2 separate regions of the Hordeum vulgare genome follow, and region 1 is linked to region 2. A link is a contact called in public Hi-C data. All regions are on one chromosome and are shown on one strand. The core of a region is the stretch at or near the end of the contact, and the rest is flanking DNA. Distances in the headings are between cores, read along the strand shown.

Region 1 (4,635 bases), core at 390-2,889, 520 kb before region 2:
GCTGAGGTAAATCTCCTTGAGCGCGAGGTCGTTGAGGACGCGTCGGAACCGCCCCATCATTCTCCGATTGAGATTGCCGTTGTTCTTGTCTTCGTCACAGTAGATCATATTGAAGTCCCCGCAGATGAGCCATGGGCCGAGGCAAGCGTCGCGGACGTCGCGGATCTCCTGCAGAAAAGCGATCTTGGCGTTGTTGTCCTGGGGGCCATAGACGATAGAGAGCCACCACGGCACGCTCGTGCTACCAGGTGCCATAACCCGGGCAGAGATGGTGTTGGTGGTGAACATCGGGTCCGTGATCGTCACGTCCCGGCTCTTCCAAGCCAGCAGGATCCCGCCACGGGTGCCGTTCGCTGGGAGATAAACATATTCATCAAACTCAGATCCCAACGTCTCAAGGACAGTCGACGAGTAGGCGAATTCCATTTTAGTCTCTTGGAAGCAAGCGATCGAAGCGCTGGAAGTTACAACGAGCGAGCGAACTGCCGTACGTCCGGCACGGGCGTTGAGGCCGCGAACATTCCAATTGATGATTTTGAGGCCGTGATCCATTAGGCAGAGGTCGACGAATGGGCACGCGTCGGCGTGGCTAGGCCTCGATCGGGCTGCCCGAGATCACCGTGGTGGCAGGCGCCGTGGACGGGTCGGTTAATACACAATCAGCAAGAGTAACAACACCGTGTCAGCGGAAAGTCAAGTACTCCCTCCGTACACTAATATAAGAGTGTTTAGTTCACTAAAATATACTGTATTAGTTTACAGAGGGAGTACAACATAACTTTTTTCTGCGGGTGAAAGTACAACATAGCTTACAGGAATGCAATAGCACAAATTTCTAATTCTGCCTTCTGAGGCTAAACCATACTAACAAGTCAATGAACTGTCGGTGATACACTAATCATGCCAAATGAGAATAGATGTAGACAGTCCAATGTTGCAGTTTCTAGCGGAGTAAAAAAAATAACAAATGCAAACAGACATGCCCGGCTTAATGATTCACAGCGACAGCGGCAGTAGAGCAGCGAACAAACTGAGCACTAAAAAGATCTTCCAATAGCTAGCACTATCCGAGATACCTAAACTGAATTATGGCATCACAACCAGAAGAGGAATAGATATGGCTCACCACGTCCACCGACATATCCGAAAGAACCGATTTGAGCTGCTCCCGGATTAATTCCTCCGGCACAAGATGAACCCCCTGCATCACCACCACCACCCAATTTACTTCCTTCTCCTGACCAGACTGATGCCGCCGGGGACAGCAAGTGAAAAAGGAACCAAGGAGTGTCGGGCAGCCTACGCACCTGGACGCCGGCAGTGTTCTGGGCGGTGACGGCAGTGATGACGGAGGAGCAGTATGCCCCCAGGGCGGCGCAGGCCTTAACGTCGGCCTGGATGCCGGCGCCGGCGCTGGAGTCGGAGCCCGCCACCGTGAGCACATGCGGCCACGGCATCTCGCGCGCCGCGGCGAGCCTCCACGGGCGGGTTCGTGGGGAAAGGTGCGGAAGCCGTGGGGATGAGAAGGAAGAGATAGAAGAGTGCGGGTGCAGGCGGAGGAATGGCGGCGGTGGTGCGGACGACATGCCGAAGTGCGCTGGAGGAGAGAAGATTTGCCAGGTCTTCCACCAAACAGTCTGTTTTTTTTAACACATACGCAAGCGAAAATGCCTTTTGGAGCGGACAGCCGTTTTTGAAAAACCCAAATTCATTAAAATTCACATTTTTACATTTCTAAAAAATCTAAAAATATATGGATATACATGAAGGCATAACACACATGTATGTAAATTTTTAGAACAAAATACGTCGAAACGAGGTTTATGCAAAACGTCGAAACGAGGGATCCATCGCTATACTCTGAGGGTGTGTTTGGTTGAAGAACGAGGTGGAACGTAATGGAATGATTCCATGACATTCCATGACATTCCATACCACCAGGTTACGTTCCTATGTTTGGTTGAAAGAATAGATGGAACGGGCCTGCCGTCGCCGCCGCACCTGCTCGGTCCGTCGTCGCCGCCACACCTGCTCCTCGAGCCGCCGCCGCACCTGCTCGGGCCGCCGCGCACCTGCTCTCGAGTCGCCGCCGCACCTACTCGGGCCGCCGCGCACCTGCTCTCGAGCCGCCGCAGAGGAAGAGGGAGAGGGCGGCATCGGAGAGGGAGAGGGAGAGGGCGACGCCGGAGAGGTGGCGCCAGAGAGGGAGAGGGAGAGGATGGTGCCAGAGAGGGAGAGGGAGCCGCACCTGCTCGGGCCGTCGCGCACCTGCTCCTCGAGCCGCCGCAAAGGGGGAGGGAGAGGGCGGCGCTGGAGAGGGAGAGGGAGAGGGCAGCGCCGGAGAGGGAGAGGGCGGTGCCGGAGAGGAAGAGGGAGAGGGCGGCGCCTGAGAGGGAGAGGGAGAGCCATGGAGAGGGAGAGGGAGAGCGACGGTTCCGCGTGGTTCCTCCGATTTGGAGGTACCAGCGCATTCGGGATCTTGGGGGAATATGCCGTTCCGGAGAATCAGTTGGTTCCGGTTCCTCTACCCAACTAAACACGAGAACGACCCTCGGGAACGGAATGGACCCGTTACATTGCACTTGATGAGAGTAACCAAACACACCCTGAATGACAACAATGCGCTTCCTTCCCTTTCTCCCTCCACGCACAGGTCCCCGTTGTGGACCACGACGTCGTCGCAGTTCCGACCGCCGCGCATAACTGTGTTGTCGCAGCTCCCTCGCCCATCCTGCACCATTGGTCGCCACCACAACCCTCCCCTCCCCTCCTCCACAGATCTTCCTATTGCCTGCCCTTTCTCTCTCGAATTACCAACGCTCGGGGGTTCGATCCCTAATTCCAGATGGCCATTCCTCATCGGAGTTGAATACAACAACATGTGGCAGGCAACCAACGGCATGCCGGAAAAGCCCGAACAAAGGTTTCCCTGTGCTACAACCATAGCGACTAAGGGAGCTACAACCGCGACACCGAGACAACTGCCAACGGCGGTGCCCATTCTACAACCATGGACGCAAAAAGCTATATCTAGTAGATAAAAAAGCTTCAATTAGACTTCAGAGTGTTGGAATTTTGTACAATTATTTGGGCCAGCCCAATATATAATTCCTATCAAATCCTAGAGGCCCATGCAATCCATTTGTGCAAGGCAAGAGGTGGAAATGTTTAGTCCCACATTGCTAGTTTAGAGGGAGTTGGACCTCCTTATAAGGGAGGATGTTTCCACACATGTATGAGCTTGAGAACAAGAGAGACATACACGTGCGCTCCTCCTCCTCCGCCGCCCGCCTCGCCTCGTCGCGCCACGGGTTGCGGGAATGAGCCGAGTTAAATTTTTGCCACGCACGACTGATATATGAAAGTCCACTCAGCTGAACGTTTTGCTAGTGGATTTTGAAAGCGAACACTGCAGTTTCGTCTGCTGTCTGTTCGTTTCATATCCCGTCGCTCTCTTCGGCTCCCGACGTTGGTCTCTCGCCTCCTTCTCCTGCGTCTATAAAAAAGAGGTCGCTCCTCTCCAGAGAAGACGCATCAGAAGTTCCCTTCGCCACCGGTTCCTTTCCCTGTGCTACTGCTATGTTCTTCCCCATCCCGTCTTGCGGCGTGCACCGTTCGTCGGGACAGTAGGACTCCGAAACTCCGTCTCTTCGAGTCATGTACGGGAGAAGGGCGATAAGGTTTTTGAGGAGCGCTCATCGCGACTACTGGCTTCCATCACAGACACCGACGATTTCTTCCCGGACGACGACTACTTCCCCGACGTCGACCACCTCTCTGGTAACATGGCCAACGACAACACCAACACCAATCCTACTGCTGCTGCAACTCAGTACGTGCTCATGTTCTTCTTCTTTCAGTTCCTACCGCAACTTCTTGATATAGTATCTCTTCTACATATGTTACGTTTCTGTTCATCACTTCATATGATACCTTGTCTATATAGAACGGTTACACATATGTTCTTTTCTAGATCATATGTGCACATATCTTTTGTCATTTCATTTCTATATTGCATGCCTTCTTCCGTCTTTATTATGATGTTTATGTTTATTCTAGCTTTTCCTATAATAAAATCCTATGGTAAATTGCTTATATTTCCAACACAGAGTACATGAAGAGTTGCAACTGTTTTAACAAAAAATTCATCCCATAGAAGAAAATTTTCAACCAGAGATTGAAAAATCTTCACCTAGCCACTACAAAAGTTTCAATTAGACTTTTTTCGAACTCATGAAAAGTTGCAACCCTTTTTTTTAAACATGGTTCCACAAATGAAAAAGTCTCAACCAGAGACTAAGAAAGCTTCAACGAAAATGCTAGAACCTGCGATGTCATTTTTGCTAGAACCAAGGCGTCATTTGCTACGATCGACGATTCATTTTGTTGTGACCCTGCACGACAAGGTACAACGGAGATTGGCGACGACGAACTACTACCGTGACAAAAAAATCCCTGCCGGTTCATCGCTGCCTTATCTTCTTTTTTTCTCACACGCGCCGAGGCTCCTATCGCCTCCTCTGGAAGCACTGCGCCGCCCCGGGCTCTCCAAGCTAGATAGATGTTGCTCTTATCGCCTCTTGTTGCAGCATGCGTGGGTAGTTTGATGGAGAAAAGTGGATGTAGCAAAAAAAA
Region 2 (4,013 bases), core at 1,047-3,546:
CAAGGGGACAAACAAGAACACAAGACATGCTGCATGTGGTGGACCGACGGGCTCCGTGATTCTTCTTGCTCAAGACATACTGGGTCTTCCTTCACTAGATTTACTATGGATCTCATAAAATGTAGCTTTCTGTAATGGAATTTCATTTATATCATGTTAGTCACTTAGATGCAAGACATGAACATGTTAAAGATGACTAACATGGAAAGCATAGACATGACGTGAACATACACATTATGTAGTGCAAAACTCATGTAGGATTCAAATACATAAGAGTTATAGGTCAATGGTTATCATCATGCCAAATTTAAGTCTTAACAAACATGGTTAGTTATATTATGATGTATTTTTATAACATATTTTTCATTAAAAAATTATCCTAATATAGCTGAAAATGTCACCATTGCGTAGAACACAAAAAATTACACAATATTCATATAAGAGACATTTTCATCGGATGTACGGATTAAAAGTTACATTAGTTTTAATATAAGATAGTGTGACTCTTTTCAGTCACGTGCCACACAATGTAGTATGGCTCCTTTCTCTTAGGCGCCACACAACCAGGAGTGTGGCCCCGGATGTCACGTTGGCCAGAAGTGTAACGCTCATATGCTAGGCGTTACATAGTGTAGTGTGACGCCCGACTGTCGGGCGTCACACAAAAGGGTCGGCTGAGTGAATTTATTTTGAACGTAGTCCAGTTTGTAAATTTGTTTCGTCTACGGGTCAATTTTGTTGATTTTGCCTCAAATTTAGGCCTAAAATGAATCATAAACGGATAAAAAACGGACACGCATCCGTTTAGATCACTGCGCTGGATCGTATTTTGTGTCCGCGGCAACCTAAACGAACACGCGAGCATGAAATGGGTTGACCGGTTAAAGTTGCTCTAAGTTTTGCCCATGTGGTGAGAGAGAAGGAGCGAGTTTGTTGTGGGTAACAACGAGGTCCAGGTCCTACGTGTAATTGCCATTTTTCTCTGTTCTTGCCAACACCAAAGTCTAGCAGTGACTTGCCAACGGTTCACTACCCGTTCTGTCCTGAATTTCCTCCATTAATTCTTGTCAATGCCAGGTCTCTGTAACTACATCTCAGGAAGGAAAAAAGTCTATGTAACAACCAGTACCGAACTGCCAGCTCCATCTTTGAATACGCCCTCCCGGACCCGGGCCATGAAGGAGAAAACGGCCAGCCACGTACCGTAGGCCAGTAGGCGTAGATCAGATCAAATGATCAATGATAGCAGTACATCAGGAAATTCCTTGCTAAAAACTGCTATTAGAAGCGAAGCGAACGTCGACGTCGGTCAAGAAAAGGGGCACCGGCGATAGATTAATCCGCATCATCCGTCGTAAACAACGTTTCATCCGGGCGTGACATTGACTCGTGTGGCGTCTTCTTTTCCGAAAGGCAGGCATGTTGGGTCAGATTTTGGGCGCCCGTCCAGGATAACGGCGGTACCACTGCTACAGAATAGCTCGCCGGGGTTGATCTGATTAGAGTACTCCAGCCAGGAAAACTCGTAAAATGAAAAAGAATTAGTTAACCAACCTATCTTAGCCAGCCAAACCCTAGCCTGTACTACTAATAAGATGCTGCTTCCACGTAGGAGCACACCTCCGACAAGAAGGGATAATTAGGGAAGCGTTGCCGTCGAACGTGACGGGGAGGAATCGATTCCAGTCTACTCGAGCTCAACTAAGCAGAGTAGAATACAAATGGTTAGCCAGCCAAAGTTTTCCTAACAAAGTGTCTAACAAAGTTTTTCCTTGCAAGGCACCAAAAGAAAGAAAGAAAATGCTAGAGTCAACAAGTCTTTCCTGTCCCCCTCTTTCCACTTTCTCGCCTCTCTCATTTCCCGCAGGGGGCAAAGCCTAGTCGCAATCAACTAATAACCACCGAACGAGATTTTTTTTTTAGGAACCAAAAGAGAAATCATTCTTCTCCTTTCTCCTCCCCGTGCACCTCGCGAGCATGTGTGGTGCACTTCCTTGACCCGATCATCAGCACCACCACCACACTCCCCGAACCGAAGACAGAGCCAGCCGACATCCACCGCTCCCGGCCCCCCACCCACCCGTTGAAAAGATCCCCGCGCAGATTGCCAGCACCAAAAGAAAACGTCGCTGTGAGGTCAGTCGTCACCGCCCGCGCCCACCCGCGCGCGTGCACGCACCCTCCGGTCTCCTTCCGCTGCCTCCGCATGCTCCAATTCCACCACGCCCGTCCCCGTTTTCCTTTGTTTATTCCGCTTCCTTCTCATCCGAGCCCTGCGTGACCAAGAAGAGGACAAGCGTGTGAGTTGTGATGTGATGTGAGCGGCCGAGTTCCTACGACCTGACCTTCCTTCCTTTCCTTCCTAGTAGTAGTAGCTGGCGACTTGGCTAGACCGCTAGTCCTGTGCTCCGCTATATAACGCCACTCCTCCACGCCATTCTCCTCTCACTCGGAACTCGGAAATAGTTCTCCATCCCAAGCTTCTCTCCCCCTCTTTCTCTTCTCTCTCTCCTCTCCTCTCTCGCGCGCGTTGCCTCGAACCGGAAGGAAGTGAACATCGTACGTCCGTTCCAGCGCGTGGTGTTTGAGGGACCAATGGATCCATGGATGGGCAGCCAGCCATCCCTGAGCCTCGACCTGCACGTCGGCCTACCGCCGATGGGGCACCCGCACCACCACCAGAGCCAATACCAGGCGCCGCCGATGATCGCGCTGGCCAAGCCCAAGATCCTCGTGGAGGAGAACTTCATGCCGCTCAAGAAGGACCCTGAGGTAGGCACCACGTCCATACAGAGACGCCATGGTTTTGGCTCTGCCGTAGCTGCTTGCCTGGGTTTATACATGAGCTGCAACTGAATGTTCGTGTCTTTCTTTTGTATAGGTTGCGGTTCTTGAGTCGGAGCTACAGCGGGTGAGCGAGGAGAACCGGCGGCTGGGCGAGATGCTCAGGGAGGTGGCCTCCAAGTACGAGGCCCTGCAGGGCCAGTTCACCGACATGGTCACGGCCGGCGGCAACAACAACCACTACCACAACCAGCCGTCCTCCGCGTCGGAGGGCGGGTCGGTGTCGCCGTCGAGGAAGCGCAAGAGCGAGGAGAGCCTCGGCACGCCGCCACCGTCGCATACTCAGCAGCAGCACTATGCCGCCGGCCTCGCGTACGCGGTGGCGCCGGACCAGGCGGAGTGCACGTCCGGCGAGCCGTGCAAGCGCATCCGGGAGGAGTGCAAGCCCGTCATCTCCAAGCGCTACGTCCACGCCGACCCCTCCGACCTCAGCCTGGTGGTGAAGGACGGGTACCAATGGCGCAAGTACGGGCAGAAGGTGACCAAGGACAACCCATGCCCCAGAGCCTACTTCCGGTGCTCCTTCGCCCCCGGCTGCCCCGTCAAGAAGAAGGTGCAGAGGAGCGCCGAGGACAAGACCATACTCGTGGCGACGTACGAGGGCGAGCACAACCACACCCAGCCCCCGCCGTCGCAGCCGCAGCAGCAGAACGACGGCTCCGGCGCCGGCAAGAACGCCGGGAACGGGAAGCCGCCCCAGGCGCCGGCCACGCCTCACCACCCGCAGCAGCAGCACAAGCAGGAAGCGGCAGCGGTCGTCGTCAGCGGCGAATCGGCCGCGGCGGCGTCCGAGCTGATCCGGCGCAACCTGGCGGAGCAGATGGCCATGACGCTGACGAGGGACCCCAGCTTCAAGGCGGCGCTGGTCACCGCGCTCTCCGGCCGGATCCTCGAGCTCTCGCCGACCAGGGACATCAATTAATCCCCACAGGAGCAAGCCACATTTCAGAAACACTGCCCGGCTCAATTTTTCTTGCGGTGTCGATTACTCCGTTCGGCATTGCTTGCTGCCTGCCTCCGCCGCCTCCGTCAAAGCCTCGCAGACAAAGCATCAAGAACCGGACGCCTGACCAGCGAAGAAGACGCGATCGGTTTCCGGCGAGCGAAGATCGGAGTTACCGCTCGTGTACATAGACCGCGAACACGACGGCGGCGAGGGAGGTTGTAAC

The links. A called contact is a pair of places that touch in the nucleus more often than the background predicts.
Region 1: a contact with region 2 is called in a Hi-C map of seedling, with 4 times the contacts expected there. The contact joins the promoter of LOC123403434 here to the promoter of LOC123404342 in region 2. A contact is called at or near these places in 4 of 6 Hi-C or Micro-C datasets (leaf and seedling) and 1 of 1 datasets of contacts at active chromatin or transcription factors (embryo).

What each region holds. Positions count from the first base shown.
Region 1 is chr6H:113,859,900-113,864,534 of MorexV3_pseudomolecules_assembly, reverse strand. LOC123403434 (probable thiamine biosynthetic bifunctional enzyme, chloroplastic) reads right to left here and starts at 1,639. Exons shown (of 9, transcript XM_045097370.1): 1 at 1,308-1,639; 2 at 1,127-1,201. The coding sequence starts at 1,586.
Region 2 is chr6H:113,339,307-113,343,319 of MorexV3_pseudomolecules_assembly, reverse strand. It overlaps LOC123404342 (WRKY transcription factor WRKY71-like), which reads left to right and starts at 2,296. Exons shown (of 2, transcript XM_045098264.1): 1 at 2,296-2,772; 2 at 2,882-4,013. The coding sequence starts at 2,596. The coding sequence ends at 3,766.